3 separate regions of the Mus musculus genome follow, and regions 2 and 3 are each linked to region 1. A link is a contact called in public Hi-C and HiChIP or PLAC-seq data. All regions are on one chromosome and are shown on one strand. The core of a region is the stretch at or near the end of the contact, and the rest is flanking DNA. Distances in the headings are between cores, read along the strand shown.

The links. Hi-C and Micro-C count contacts between places; a contact is called where the count stands out from the background. HiChIP or PLAC-seq counts read pairs in DNA pulled down with a chosen protein or histone mark.
Region 2: a contact with region 1 is called in a Hi-C map of epidermal suprabasal cells, with 4 times the contacts expected there. The contact joins the enhancer-like site here to the promoter of Ell2 in region 1. A contact is called at or near these places in 9 of 39 promoter capture datasets (the 3T3-L1 cell line, the C10 cell line, embryonic stem cells and 2 more), 2 of 15 datasets of contacts at CTCF or cohesin (large pre-B cells and pro-B cells), 2 of 484 Hi-C or Micro-C datasets (the G1E-ER4 cell line and epidermal suprabasal cells) and 9 of 115 datasets of contacts at active chromatin or transcription factors (bone marrow-derived dendritic cells, embryonic limb bud, embryonic stem cells and 4 more).
Region 3: a contact with region 1 is called in an HNF4G HiChIP or PLAC-seq map of pancreatic cancer cells. The contact joins the enhancer-like site here to the promoter of Ell2 in region 1. A contact is called at or near these places in 6 of 39 promoter capture datasets (the 3T3-L1 cell line, 3T3-L1-derived adipocytes, embryonic stem cells and 1 more), 1 of 15 datasets of contacts at CTCF or cohesin (pro-B cells), 1 of 484 Hi-C or Micro-C datasets (adipose-derived mesenchymal stem cells) and 3 of 115 datasets of contacts at active chromatin or transcription factors (the 230-238 cell line, pancreatic cancer cells and stem cell-derived neural progenitor cells).

The regions. Positions count from the first base shown.
Region 1 is chr13:75,704,987-75,709,767 of GRCm38.p6, reverse strand. It overlaps Ell2 (elongation factor for RNA polymerase II 2), which reads right to left and starts at 2,284. Exons shown (of 12, transcript NM_138953.2): 1 at 1,971-2,284. The coding sequence starts at 2,117. 1700037F03Rik (a long non-coding RNA gene) reads left to right here and starts at 2,611. Exons shown (of 3, transcript XR_873683.1): 1 at 2,611-2,689.
Region 2 is chr13:75,458,239-75,463,019 of GRCm38.p6, reverse strand. No RefSeq gene overlaps it. Among named protein-coding and RNA genes, the nearest start is that of Mir682, 180 kb to the left of the region's middle. Within about 2 kb of position 2,814, at least 20 of the 459 cell types and tissues checked have an H3K27ac peak or open chromatin away from gene starts, as enhancers often do. A contact at or near this core is called in the G1E-ER4 cell line, epiblast stem cells and epidermal suprabasal cells, where this site is marked.
Region 3 is chr13:75,499,331-75,504,111 of GRCm38.p6, reverse strand. No RefSeq gene overlaps it. Among named protein-coding and RNA genes, the nearest start is that of Mir682, 140 kb to the left of the region's middle. Within about 2 kb of position 2,386, at least 5 of the 459 cell types and tissues checked have an H3K27ac peak or open chromatin away from gene starts, as enhancers often do. A contact at or near this core is called in pancreatic cancer cells, where this site is marked.

The DNA of each region.
Region 1 (4,781 bases), core at 1,035-3,534:
GGCTCCTCTTCTTCCTCTCCTTATGTCCCCTTACCTCACTTCTTCCCACTGTCATTGCTTCCTATGCCCCTGGAACCCACAACCTTATCTCTCCATCTTGCAGGGCTGAGTTTCTCTGTCAGCCTTGGCCCCCCTGCCTTCCTGCCTGGCTTTCCCCAGATGGGCCTCCCACTTCATGCTGGTACTGGCCTCTTTCTTGCTTGTGAACCTGTCTGGAGAGTAGCTACTAGCACATTCAGTTTTGCTATTTGGATCTTTGTGTCTTTATTGGTGGCTCTACACTGCTCTCCAAGCCTTATTTGAGGTCTTCTCCCTGGGTGGAAGGTCTGTTTCTCCATATACTTGCACTCCTCCCTGTTGGCTTCCCCTTAATCTCCACAAAACGTGTCATTACTTTCCACCATATGCTTCTCTGTGCATAACACGTGCCCAATCAATTCTTTGGGAGCCTCTGAGAGCATATGATCTGGATCTTTCCTTTTCTGTCAGGTGAACTCATATACTCCCAAGATGTACACAACTGTTTATGTTCTCTCTGTGTGTGCATGTGTGTGGGAGCTTCTGGAAGCTCTGCTGGCCCAGGTTTCTGCTTCTCACGATGGCTCTGCCTAAGACTATTTTTCTCTGTATGCATTTAAAGTGCCTGGCACTAGTAGGAGCTCAACAGATGTTAGTTCTTTTTCCACTTTTATCTAAGTATGTGAGGTCCGAGTCCCTCTGTGCCTGTTTTATGAGACATATTGGAATATATTCTTTAGTAGGCACTGAACTTCTTGTTAGAAAATCCTGTGGGGTGTAGCTGTTTGTTTCTTTTCTCTGAACAAAATGCCCCTGGCTCTTCCATATGGTATAGTCTTTCCCTTCGACAACATGTCCACTTTCGTCTCCCTACTCCCCCACCCCCTTTTACATGCCCATAATCGGCTTCCTTATACCCCCATCTGGTTAAATTGTCATTACGGTGCCTTTCTGTGCGAAAGTTCCTGGGTTTGGACTCCAGCTACAGGGTATGTGCCTTGGAGCCTCTTCCTCTAGTGGAGTCAAGCGCTCAGAGTATGGGATGAGGCGGAGACCACAGGTTTCTCTCTCTGGGGCCCAGGAAAAGAGCAGAATCTCATCCAGTCAGCCGTCTGTCTCCCCACAACCTTCGGGCTCGCTCCTCGCCAACAGACAGCGAGCCAGCACAGGACGCGGAGCGCCTTTCGGCTACGCGGAGCTTCTGAGAATTCCTTTCCCCAGACCCGGCCGTCTTGTTTCAGGCTCTAGTTGATTTTGAGTCTTCTGGTGTCTCTCCCGGAGATGAGGTGTCGGTTTGCGGCCACTCGGTATGCGGTGTGTCTCCGGGAACCCAACCCACAGAGCTGGAGTCCCCGAGTCCCCGAGAGTGCAAGGTGTGTCCCCCTCCCCCTCCTCGCAGCGCCAGTGTCCCGGCCTTCCCGAGTACACCATGTACACTCTCGCCTGCAATAGGGGTGCCAGTGTCTCCGAGTCCCTGAGAGTACTAGTTATGTCTTCACCCCCACGGAGTGCCGCTGCCCCTCGCTCAGCGACTCAGCCATCCCTCCGCGTTTCCCAGAAAACTCTGACCGCTCGCGGCCTCCGACCCTCGCTTCTTTACTGGTAGCTCCGTGCGCCCCCTCCGAGGGTAAGGCGATCGCCACACTTCTCTCCCAAAGGACCCGGTTCCTCCTCCGGACCAAACAAGCCAGAAACCCCGCGGGCGGCTGTCGGAAAGTCCCGCAGCGGCCGCGCAGCCCCGGCCAGGCCGACCCCGCCACAAGGGGCCGCCCGCCCGCGCCCTCGATCCAGAGGCCCCGGACCGCGGCGTCGGCGCCCGCGGCTGGCCTCGTTCCCTTCGGCGGGTGCGGAGGCAGCAGCGGGAGCCAGCGCCCCACCGGCGCGGCGCCAGGCGCCCGGCAGAAAGATCAGTGGCCGCCGCCTCCCCGAGCGCTGCCCGGCCGGCCGCTCACCTTGTGGCTCTGGTAAGTCTCCAGCGCCCGGATCGCCGTCTCGGTGAGCTTCACATGCAGCACGGTGATGTTGTCCTGCCCCAGCCGCCCGCACGCCAGCCCGTACCGCTGCTCCTCCCGCAGTCCCGCAGCCCCCCCCGCCGCCATCTTAAACTCCCCGGGGTGCCACCGCGGACGCCGCTCGGGCTCCAGCCTCCACTGCGGCCGCGGCTGCTCGGGCTCCTGCAGCCGCCGCCACAGCTACGGCCATCCCGCTGCTGACGTACTGTCATATACTGCGCGCAGCTAGACCTCGGGCTTCCACAGCTGCGGGCCGCCCCACCCTCGAGCCCGCACCCCGCCCTGGACTCTGTTCATTGGTCTGAATCCCCACAGAGCCTCCCTCATTGGCTGCTCTTCACCTCAAGGGGGCGGGGCCCAAAGTCGCAGGAGTTTTGCTCTCAGGACGGGACGTCCGACAGAGGAGAGGTTGACGTCGGGGTGACGCGTCGAGTTAATCTTATCTGACGTCATGTCTCGTCTTGGCTCTCCTGCGGCGATTGGCTGGACCGATTTGGGGCAGAACCCTGCTAATTGGGTGTCAAGGTTACCAAGTGAGCCTAAGTCGGAGCCCCGCCCCTTGAGAGGTAATAGTGGACCGAACACATAGGTCAACCTGTTCTTGCGGTACGAAGTGAAGATCCCCATTCGGTAGGGGTGAAGGCAGGACAGATGACCAAGTACGGATTTTGTTTCCTGACAGCTGCACAAGCTTTGGGTCTTGATATGCTCTGTGGTGCAGACACCGTAGGCTGTCTCAAGAGAGCTTTTCCTTAAAAGGAAGTTCAGTACTGGGGTGGCACAAAGGTTTATTTATTTGTTTGTTTGTTTGTTTGTTTGTTTATTTTTAATTCCAGACTTGAAATTACCAAGTCAGCTGTAGTCTTCAGTAGTTGTGTGAGACTGTGTGGAAAACTTAAGCACAAAATTATACCAGTGCATTAAATGTGTTTTGAGTGGTGGTCATGATACAATAAATAGAGTTGGACCTTAGAGTCTTTCAAAATCAACTCATACATGTATGTGACTTCAAAGGAATAGAATATGCACTGGAGCTCATCATATGATCAGGGTTATGCCTTTTTATGGGTCATGGGGAAACCATACTGTTCGGGGTTTCTTCTTTCAAAGGCCCTTGAAGAGTATAACTGACCTTGAGGTAGGTAAAAAGAAACAATGATACCACCCATTCTCTGAGTCTTCTTTGAGATCTGTGTCTTTCATTGGTTTTATTTAGGCTAGGAGGTCTTACTGAGTTTAAATGGAGGAGGTAGAGGCCAAAGTGTAAGGAGGCTTGGCTTAGTTTCCACTTCAGTTTACACTGTGTGTGGGCATGGCTAAAGGAGGGTGCCTACAGCAATCCTCTTTAAGCTGTGTGCGGATAGACTAGATAGGTTTCCCCTGAGAAGGTCAATTAATTGGCTGATCAGAAACACAAGACAAAAAGCAAACAATTGCCAAGTTGAGGCTGGGAGATTGACTGTGGAAGGTAGGTTCTAGGCCCGCCTGGGCTTCAAACCAAGCCCTGTCTCAGAAAACAAGAGCAAAAACTAAACAAACAAACAAACAAGTGAAAGATTTAAAAGCAGGGATAGGCACTCTGTACAAATATCCCTTTTTGGCCGGGCGTGGTGGCACATGCCTTTAATCCCAGCACTCGGGAGGCAGAGGCAGGCAGATTTCTGAGTTCAAGGCCAGCCTAGTCTACAAAGTGAGTTCCAGGACAGCCAGAGCTATACAGAGAAACCCTGTCTCGAAAAACCAAAAAAAAAAAAAAAAAAGAAGATATCCCTTTTTGTTTTAAAAATCGAGACATTCATTATTGTAAAGCCCTACCATCGTCTTTCTGGATTTTTTTTTTTTTTATAGATATTTACATGGTATTTTTCTAGCTTTTAAATACAATTTGGGCTATAATTGCCTTTAATTCTATATTCACCCCACACCTTAGTAAATCCCCCCTTTTCCAGACCCTCAAGCATTCTATGAATGCTTGCTATGAAAGTCTCAGAAGGAATTCTTTCTGTAGTGTGGTTATTAAATAAAAGTCTGAGTATCAAGTCTAGTTTCATCAGATCACTTTGTAGCTTGTCCTGATTTCAGCCCACTGGTATGAGTTCTGTTAACCCATGGTTTCCACCTATTACTTTAGTGTTCGTATAGTGCCAGTTCACTTAAATTCATTGAATAAGGAAATTAAGGCAATAACAAGGGGGTGAATTAAGAAATGTACTTTTACAGGGCAAAATAAAAGCTTCATGTTTCATAAAACATGAAATATACCTGACTCAAATATCTAAATGAAATATAGTCTGGAGAACACTTCTGTGTGAACCTTTCTTGTTTTCTTTCCTTCTCTAGGGAAGAACTTAACACATATCTAACGCCTTAGTTATTTGGGGGCGGAGTGAAGATGGAAATGGGGGGGTTTGCTCGAACAAGTTAAGCCTGTATCCCACTGCTTTTCCGGTGAGGGTGGGTAAATCCCCACCCACAGGACATCCTAACTTAGTCTCCTCTTACTAAGAATTCTGATGACAGCCAAAGGCTGGGGGAGTTTTGAAACGTCTTATTTCTTTCCCCTTTTCTAGTAGAAGATTATTATCTTCATTTTAGGTAAAATTTTCTCACACCTTATTTTATTGGGAATCAAATCTTTATTAATGGCTAATATGATGGTGTAGCAAATTAATGTTTATTTGCATTATTTTTCCCTTTTGAGCTTCTCAACTGGGCATGGAAACAATCTTCATACATGCCAGAGTAGCACTG
Region 2 (4,781 bases), core at 1,565-4,064, 250 kb after region 1:
ACCAGCAGGTATCCTGTGGTCAGTGCCTCCTCCCTGTGGTGTGAGGAATGTAATTAGCCCCTCCCTTCTGGAGGGGAGGGGGTGCCTATGACCTTTCTCTTCCAGGAGGGGAGGGGTCCAGTGAAATTTTCTGAAGCTCCTGAGCTGAACTCTTCACCTTCTCTCCTCATTCTAGCCACCATTCCCCGCCCCCCCCACACACATGTGTTCAGGCCTGGCCTCCACCTCTTCTCCTTCTCCCTCTCCCCCTGCCCTCCCCCTCCCCCTCTCTTTCTTTCTCTCTCTACTACCCCTTCAACTCCCCTCCCCATGCCCTAAATAAACTCTGTTCCATACTATATCTGTTGTGTGGCTGGTATCTCATGCTGATGTCTCAGCATGAATCTGCAGAGGAATCTCCCCCCACCCCCACCCCGCACCATACCAAATATATCACTCCCTTTCTTTTTTATAAAACACAATAGGCACCCATTTATGTCAGTCATTAATCAAGAAAATATCCTACAAAGTTGCCTACAGGACATATCATGGATACATTCTCTCAATTAAAATTTCTCTTCCTAGATAACTCTAGCTTGTGTCAAATTGACAAAAATCGGCCCCTACAGCTAGGTACTTCAATGAGTAATAGTTATATTGCCCCTATTTATACTGAGAATATTCATAGCATTTTCTTTGGGGATTATTTAGTTGTTACCAGAAAAGGGATTTCTGTGTGAGTACTTATGCTAGAGCACCTCATGTCACTCCAAAGTTGGCTTTCTCTAAGCAGGAGTATTCTCTTAGTTTAGTTTGGGCAGGAACAACAAAGTATGTACTATTGGAAAAACAGACTTGTTTGATCCATGTTGAAGTATAGCTACAATCCCATCCCTTGATTGGAAAGGAAACAAGAGTACATGGAAGACTGGGTGATAAAACAAAACAAACAAACAAACAAAAAAGCAATATGGGAGAGCAGAAGAAATACACTCTAGTGCTGTGGGCCTCATTATACCCTGGTTCTTGATACCATTCCCTTATGAACCTTAATGTGAGAAATGTGGGCAATGCAGCCATTAGGCACCAGAGTAGACATTCTCTAAGAGCCAAATTTCTATTGCAAAATTTCCAAACACATATTCTGATGTGGAAGGCCTTCCTTCTTATCCAACTAAAACTTTTACTATTTTAAAAAATTATATTATAATAAAATTACTTCATTTCTCCTCTCCTCTTTCCTCCCTCTAAATCCTCCCATAGACCCCTCTTGCTCTTTCAAATTCATGGCCTCTGTTTTCATTAACTTTTAAAGATGTGTTTTTAATTGTCATTTGTTACAGGTGGCGATTTTTCTGGAGTTTTCTCTCTGCTGTTAGCTCAGCTGAGTTCTTGCAGAAGTGTATGATGGGGCTGACTGCAGAGAACAGGCACAAACTTGCAAGGAAAGGGATTTCTGACCCTGCTTCCCATTCCTCCCAGGGCTGGGGTCTGAACTCTAAACTACTTCTTCCTACCTTACAGTACACAGTACACAGTCGTACACAGAAGCATTTTTACATGGGAGTGTTGTCTAGCCCATTGTGCTGAGTAAGTGCTCCACCCTCATCCTGGAGCTGAGTAAGTGCTCCACCCTCACCCTGGAGCACTTGGTCAGTTTTCTCATGCGATGAATCTGGGGAAATTTGCTTTTATTTTCTCCTCCTACTCTTTTGCCAAATATGAAGAAAGTGGCATCAGCCTCCCTGATTTGCAGTGATGCCTGCCCACTTCTTTTCCTGTTCCCTTGTGGAGAGAGCTCAATGAGGTGCATAAGGGTAAAGCCTGGAGTCAGGGTTCACTGGGAGCGTTTTCTTTGCAGGGGTCGAGAATTTTTGCTAAATGTCAAGAGTCTGGATGCCACTTTCACATCCTGCAAAAGCTCTCTAAAAGAGTGTGTCAGCAGAATGGGCATTGCATGTCGAGACAAAGAATTGCCATTAGCCTCACCAGCTAGAATCCAATCTGCTAACTCTCATGTAAGCATTTGCTTTATGTGCCACAGGCAACTGGGGTGGGGGGCAGGTTAAATGAAAGCTTTAGCTCTAAGATTTAGACTAAGGCCCTCCAGGTGCTTCTTTGAAGAGAAGTTATCTTTTATAAGATTAGAAATTGTACCGATAGACATGAAAGTCTCCTGTCTTTAAAAAATCTCCAGTTAAATGATGGTATCTCTATATTTTATTATATATCCAAGAACATTTTGTAAAGCACCTATTGGAAGCCAGTGCAGGGCTTCCAGCTGGGCTCTGCTGATACATCTGTGAATCTAATATTCATGGTCCCTGCCTCAAGGGATTTACACCTTAATAGGGGTGACTGACCACAAACAAGAATAACAGGATCTTGGTCTCAGTTTCTGGGCTGAGGCACCAAAGAACAAAGCAGTAGGTGTCAAGTTCCTTTGCTTTTGAAATTGAGGTGCCAACTGACTACCTCTGCAGAAAAGATACCTCAAAACCTGTTCCACAAGTAGTAAGCCATCATCTTACCCCAGGGCATTGAAGAGAAGGCCCAGTGTTTGAAGTTTCAAGTTCAGGTAGGAAAGCTTGCTTGAGAGTTGTCATGGTGCTGTGTGGTCTCCATCACTACATCGAGGGTCTGTGTGCCTTCTCATTTAATAGAGTGGAAGGCCTCTGCATGCATTCTGAGAATACATTCTCCTGTGTTTCATGGAGTCAGGGACATCCAGGGTGCAGGTAAGGCTTGGAGAGTTGCCACACTGAGAGCACTGAGAATGTGCAGTGCTTTCAAAGTGATATCTGGTGATGAAGGGACTGACTAGGCCAGTTGAAAGCATGTCCCCAGGGAGAAATGTGTGGAAGAGTGAGGTGAATCTGATAAGAGGTGTGCCCTCAGAATGAGCAGGAAGGCAGGAAACTTTCCTGGGCCAAGAAGAAGGATCCTGGCTCAATAAGGTAATTCTGGGAAAGATATTTGCCACAATGGGAGCGGTGTTTCTAAAACTCCAGGAAGAACAGGCCAAGGAGGCCTGGCTGTCACCCAGGTGCAGAGGCACACAGCCCACATCAAAGCCTTATCTGACAAGTCAGACTTATCTTCCTTCTTTGCCTCCCAACACACCCCTATTTCCGAACCCAAGTGGAACGAGAGAAAGCTGACGAAGCTGCCTTCCCAACCAGCTCCTAGGCATGAACAGGACCTGAACACGGAGGGAGAGAAATTGTAGGTTAGCTTAGGTTTGGAGTGTAGATACTCAACTCACCTGAGCAAGAAGACTAACTCTTCTTGGACTTGGAAGGACTTGGAAGCGCCTGGATCAGCTGAGGAGGTGGCTAGTGGGGGACTTATCTAGAGACAGGAGCCACACAGGAAGGCAGCAGATTCAACTTGGTAGAGATAGGAGGAGATAAATTACTTTCTGTCTGAATCACACTGACTCTCATTCTTTACTAGGTAGACATGAACAGAATTCTACAGCAATGTTCTTAAAGGACAGGGAAGCCTCCTTAGACATGCTAACAGCATCAACCTCTCAAGAAATGACATTCAATGGATTGAATTAGTAAGAAGTAGGTGTGCTGAGTACTTTCTGAAAGTTGCTTCCCTTCCAGGCAGAGGGAACAGCATGTATAAAGCTTATGAGGAGGTATATGAATAGCAGTCAATATATATTCAATTGCCATTATCCAAGGATATTTTCTTTGTCTAGGACATAGGATTACATACTATGTTTTATAAACAAATTGTATTTAACTGATCAATATTAGAGGGGAAAAAGAAGCTGTGATAAAAGGTAAAATCTAAAGGCCATAAGGAACAAAAGAGCTCCTGCCTTCTTCATTCGGCTCCTGCTGGCCCCAGATAACACTCTGCCACTGCCATGGATTGACAGTGTAGTCTAGCATGCTGACTACAGTTAAGAAGCACCTGATATCCGTGAGGTTTCCACCTCCTCTCTGTTGTGTACATGTCTGTTGTTGTCATTGTTCAGATCTTGTTTAGGCATCTCATTAGGCCATGGTGGTGAGACTCATCGGTAGAGCTTTTCTGATATTGCTATGAGACAGTCTCACAGTAATCGCCCTGTTCCTCTGGCTCTTACTGCCTCTCACCCAAGATAGTCCCTGAACCTTTGGTATATAGGAATTGTGTTTGTTGTAGATGTATTGTAGATATATTGGTTGGAGCTGGGTACCACATGGTCACTGGTTACTTATTCTTTGCAGTTTGAGAAATTGTGTTTTTTATAATGGTCTCAGTACTAAAAAATGATAGGCAACTAAAGAGAGTGGAAGAAATAGTCCTTTTCAGAAAAGAACATCCCAGTTGTTTATCTAATACTAAGTGGTCAGCTCTGAAATCATATACATACAAATAACATTATATGGGCTGAATAGGTTTTATTTATATATTCATGAGTGTATATATTATACACACATAAATTTTTAGCAATGATTAATGAAATAGAGGGTGATATGTTTATAAAAAGATAAAGAGATATAAGATATGTTCTATGGGGGTGTGATGAGGTATGGGGAAAGGAGGTGCCTCGGCGGGCCCATGCCAAGGCATCCCTTCCCCCTGAGGGACCAGCCACAGGATGGTATAGCATAGAATATAGTTTATTTAAGGCATGTGGAGGGGAGTTAAGAGAATAGTAGAGGCAGAGAAAGGCAGAGAGGAGAGAGGAGAGAAGTAGAGGCCCGCCATCACTATGTGAAGAGAGGGGGAAAGGGAATAGGGAGAGAAGGGGAGCAAGGGGGGAAGAGGCAAGGGAGAGAAGAGAAGGAAGGGAAATG
Region 3 (4,781 bases), core at 1,137-3,636, 210 kb after region 1:
TGTATTTCTATGGTTGAGTGTGTTTTTGCATGCTCCCCATTAGGCCACTGTGAGTAAAGTCTTGGTCCCAGATTGACACTATTGAGAACTGTGCTATATAGAGTGAGAGGTGCTAAGATCATGGGGGTCTGGGAACCTCCATTTCTTCTGTGACCCCTTTAGAAGTTCTCTCAAGAGAAATGCTGTAAAAAGAACTGGCCTGACCCCAGTTGTATGTTTTCAGATCCTATTCAAGGTGTTACCACATGACCCAGTGAATGCTGTCACCCTCACTGTGTCAACACCCTCTGCCCTTACCACATGCCACACAAATAGAATCCTCACCTGGCCTTGGGATTTGAACTTCTAAACTGTTAACTAAAAGAGTCTTTTCTCTTTATACAGTGAGTCCCCTTAAACACTGTTACTGTAATGTAAACAAACTAGTACAATCTTTCATTATCTTTTACTTAATCATTTGGAGTGCTTACAGGAGACCCAAGTTGGATCAAGTATGCTGATTATGTTGCAACAGAATGATAAAATAATGACTCAGTGACCTTTGACCTGTCTGGGATGGTTTGTATATTCTTGGACCAGGGAGTGGCACCATTTGGTGTTGTGGCCTTGTTGGATAGGCATGACCTGGTTGGAATAGGTGTGTCACTGTGTGTGTGGGCTTAAGACCCTCACTCTAGTTGACTGGAAGTGAGTCTTCCACTAGTCTCCATCTACCTTTGGATGAAGAACTCTCAGCTCTGCCTGGGCCATGCCTGCCTGGATGCTGCCATGCTCCCATCTTGATGATAATGGGCTGAACCTCTGAACCTGTAAGTCAGCCCCAATTAAATGTTGTTTTTTATAAGACTTGCCTTGGTCATACTGACTGTTCACATCAATAAAACCCTAACTAAGACACTCTCTGAAGGACTAATCCTTTGTTTCTCTATTAGTCCTAGCACTTACAGTTTTTAACTTATTATATGTATTTGGTACACACTTGTCATAACAGTAAGGTATAGCTGCATATACAGATATACTGCATTCATTTATTTTATATCTCCTCTAAGGTGGTTTACACATTTTTATTCACATACTGAGTAGATTATACAGAGAATATGAGATTGGTCATATTATTGTTGAGTTTCCAAACCTTCATAAAACAGACAGACATTCAGAGAATGCTAAACTTAAATGGCTTTGTTCCATACATGTGGCGGTAGGAAAGGTGAATAGGGACATGTAGATATCACTGGAAGTCAGCTGTAAGACAGCATAAAGAATCCTGATTCCTTCTCTGCTCTTAGTGAGATGAAGCAAATTTTCAGGATGATATGATCCTGTGAGGAACTATCACGAATCACTTTTTATTGGGAAGAAATTGTTCAGTAGTAAGACTCTGACACTAAAGTGACCATCCCTGGCAGAGGAACGTGAAAAGCTGGGAATCACTTCAAGGTCCATTTGGAAACAATTATGCTGAGAATAACATTGCAGATGTCTGCTTCTCTCCATTATTTTTACAAGAACAATGTGACTTTGGTGACAGTGACTCAGATGACAAACTGACATCTTTCAGAAAATGGAGCAAACCTTCACTAGGCAGAAAAAATTTACACAATTTCAAATATTGTGAAGTTTTTTTTCTAAGCAGTATTGATTATAATAGTTATGACTTGGGTACCTTTGGTAAAAAGTTAGAGGATGATATAATCAGATCTCCTTTAAAACCTGTTATGCTATGTCTAAATCTGTATGCCAGTCTTTTGACATCACTTAAAAGGCCATTCGTGTTGTTGGTTGTTTTTGTTTTTAATCAAGGGAGATTAAAGCACCCATCTTCAGAAATGTAGCATCACTAGAAAAGATTTAAATCTCTTTATCTCCTATGAAGATAGGAGGAGTGAAGTGGAGCTGTGTGCATACTTAATGAGGGAGTAAATTATTATTTTTTTAATGGCCTAGAAGAGCAGACAAGGCCTAGGACCAAGTTCCTCTATACTTTTTGACTTTGAGATATCTTTCCTGTAATCAGAGTCTTCCTTGTTTAATAAAATTTCACGTAAAAGACTAAAGACCAAGGCAGGGGTGCACCTCAGCTGCTATAGTACTTGCCTATTATGGATGAAGCTGTGTGTTCAATCTCCAGCACTGAATAAATTAGAAATGACTAGGCCTATTGGAAGATAGAAAGTCAGAAGTTCGAAGCCATCCTCAGCTTCATAGGAAGTTCAAATCCAGCCTTGACTAAATGCAACCTTGTCTTAAAAACAAAACAAAAATTTTAAATACCCTGTTTGGCAGATTCGTGAAGTAGAGAAAGGAATTCAGCAAAAGCCTCTCCCTGGGCTGAGAAAAGACAATGGAATGTTATCAACAGTGAGAAATGGAATTTGAATTGTGATTGTGCAACCTGAGGAATCTTACATATAGCCACAGGAACATTTACATATGTATGCCAAGACTATTTCCCCCCACCAAAACGATTCTTTGTTTCTTCTATGTCTGTCTCTGTCTCTCTGTCTCCATCTCTCTCTGTCTCTCTCTGTCTCTCTGTCTCTGTCTCTCTCTCTCTGTGTAGGTGTGCCTCTCACACTCAGAATAACTTTAAAAAGTCAGTTCTCTTCTTCTACCATGTAGGTCACTAAGCTCAGACTCAGGTTTTCAGGCTTGTTAGCAAGCACCTTTACAAACTAATGCATCTCACTTGCCTTAAAGAATGTATTATTAATTAAATTTGTCCACTGACCATTTCACATGTATATATAATAGATATTAACTATTCTTTCAACTTTCTATTACCCCTGTTTAACCTCTTCTTACATATATGTCACTTTCTCACATTCATGTCTTTTAGTTTTGTGACCCATTGAATTTAATCAGTGCCCTCTGTGTGGCCATGGTTTTGAAGCTATATGTGTTGGATTCTGGTGGGTTCAGCATTGAGTATATAACTAAAGTAAATGACTTCTTCCTCTAGAATCTATCAATAGCCAATAGTTCAGCAATAAGTGGTAGAGCCCCATGAGGCCCTGCCCCTTCCATGACTGATTGTTGGCAGCTCTAGACTTGTGCAGGGCCATTGAAAATAGTCACATTTAAGAGTTCATGACTCCAACAGTTGTGTCACCTTTTACATTAAAAAGATGACATTTCATAGTCTTTCACTTTATCTTCCAACTGTTATGTAAATCCCATACCTTGTTTAGCAATGTTCCTTGAGCCTTGGAGAGGGTAATGTAAATGTCTTATTTAGGGTAGAATTCTCAACTGGCACTTATTTTCAGCATCTTCAGCAGCCATGAATCTATGCATTTACTATCATTCACTGCAAAGAGAGGTTTCTCTGATTAGGGTTGAGAGACTTTTGTCTATGGGTATAAACAAATATTTGTAAAGCACTATGACACCATGCAAGTTAAAAAATAGTATTTTAACCAGGTTTATGAACAAGCATGGGGTCACTCCTGTAGAATAGGCCTCAAATACAAAGACAGGGTGGTTGGTTGCACCTAAAACAAGCATGCCATTATTGCACTGCTGGGTCCATCTTACCTACATCTTGGATTTGTAATTTGGATGGTTCACAGTTATATATGACCAATGTCAGAGAGAGAGAGAGAGAGAGAGAGAGAGAGAGAGAGAGAGAGAGAGAGAGAGAGAGAGAGAGAGAAAGGGAGGGAGGGAGAGAGAGAGAGAAAGGGAGGGAGGGAGGGAGGGAGAGAGAGAGAGAGAGGGAGGGAGAGAGACATGTAGTAAATAAACCTTGAAAGTATTTGTCTTCTCACTGCCAGTCCTTCATGACAAGACACCTGGCCCACAGTAGAGAATTCTACTCTCAATTCTAGTTACCTGTTAACACTTGTTGGTCAAAATTCTTTATTTCTTATAACAATGATATTTCCTTTATTTGTTTTAAATTTTAAATATTTTTATTGAAAATACTTTTTTCATATAGTATATTCTGGTCCTGTTTTTTTCTTTCCTTACCTTCTTTCAAATCCTCCCCAGCCAACTAACCCCATACCTTCTTTCTCTCTTTCTTCAGAAAACAAAACAAAACAAAACACTAAAGAGGACATTAAAAGCAAAACAACACCACCCCCCCCAAAAGCTAGCATATTAACCAAACAGAGAAAAGAAGAAAGAAAAAAAAAACCCAAAACAAATAAAAATACAGACATACACATGCAGACATAATTGTACACACACACACACACACACACACACACACACACACACACACAGAGATACACCAAAATACTATAAAAACAAAATCTGAAACCATAACAGATAAGCAAAAGGCAAGTAAGAAATAATTTTTTAAAAAGCCCAAAGAAAGGATTTTGAAACAAAACATCTCCAAAACTTACCTTGAATTCAGTTTGTATTGACCATTTCCTGTGCTGGGCATGGGGCCTCCCTTAAGTGTGGTTTGTATACCCAGTAAGACTTCATTGGAGAAAACTGGTTTTTATTTTGTGACTGGTTGTCAATTGGATTAAGGATGGCAGCTCCCGTCCAGTCTTTTCAATGTTTGTATCTGTGCAGACTTTCTCTGTGACCTTGTATTTACATCAGTCCTGTTGTGTCTAAAAGGCCTTTGTTTCCTTGGTGTCTTTCATCTTGACTGACTCTTACAATTTTTCTGCCTCATCATCTATACAATTCTTTGAACCCTGGCCTGGGGGGGGGGGGGCGCGGGGGGAGGTGATGAAGAAAAACTTTTAGTACTGAATATTCCAAGGTCTCTTACTTTCTCCATATTGTCTAGTTGTGGGTTTGTTTATTTGTTCCTATCT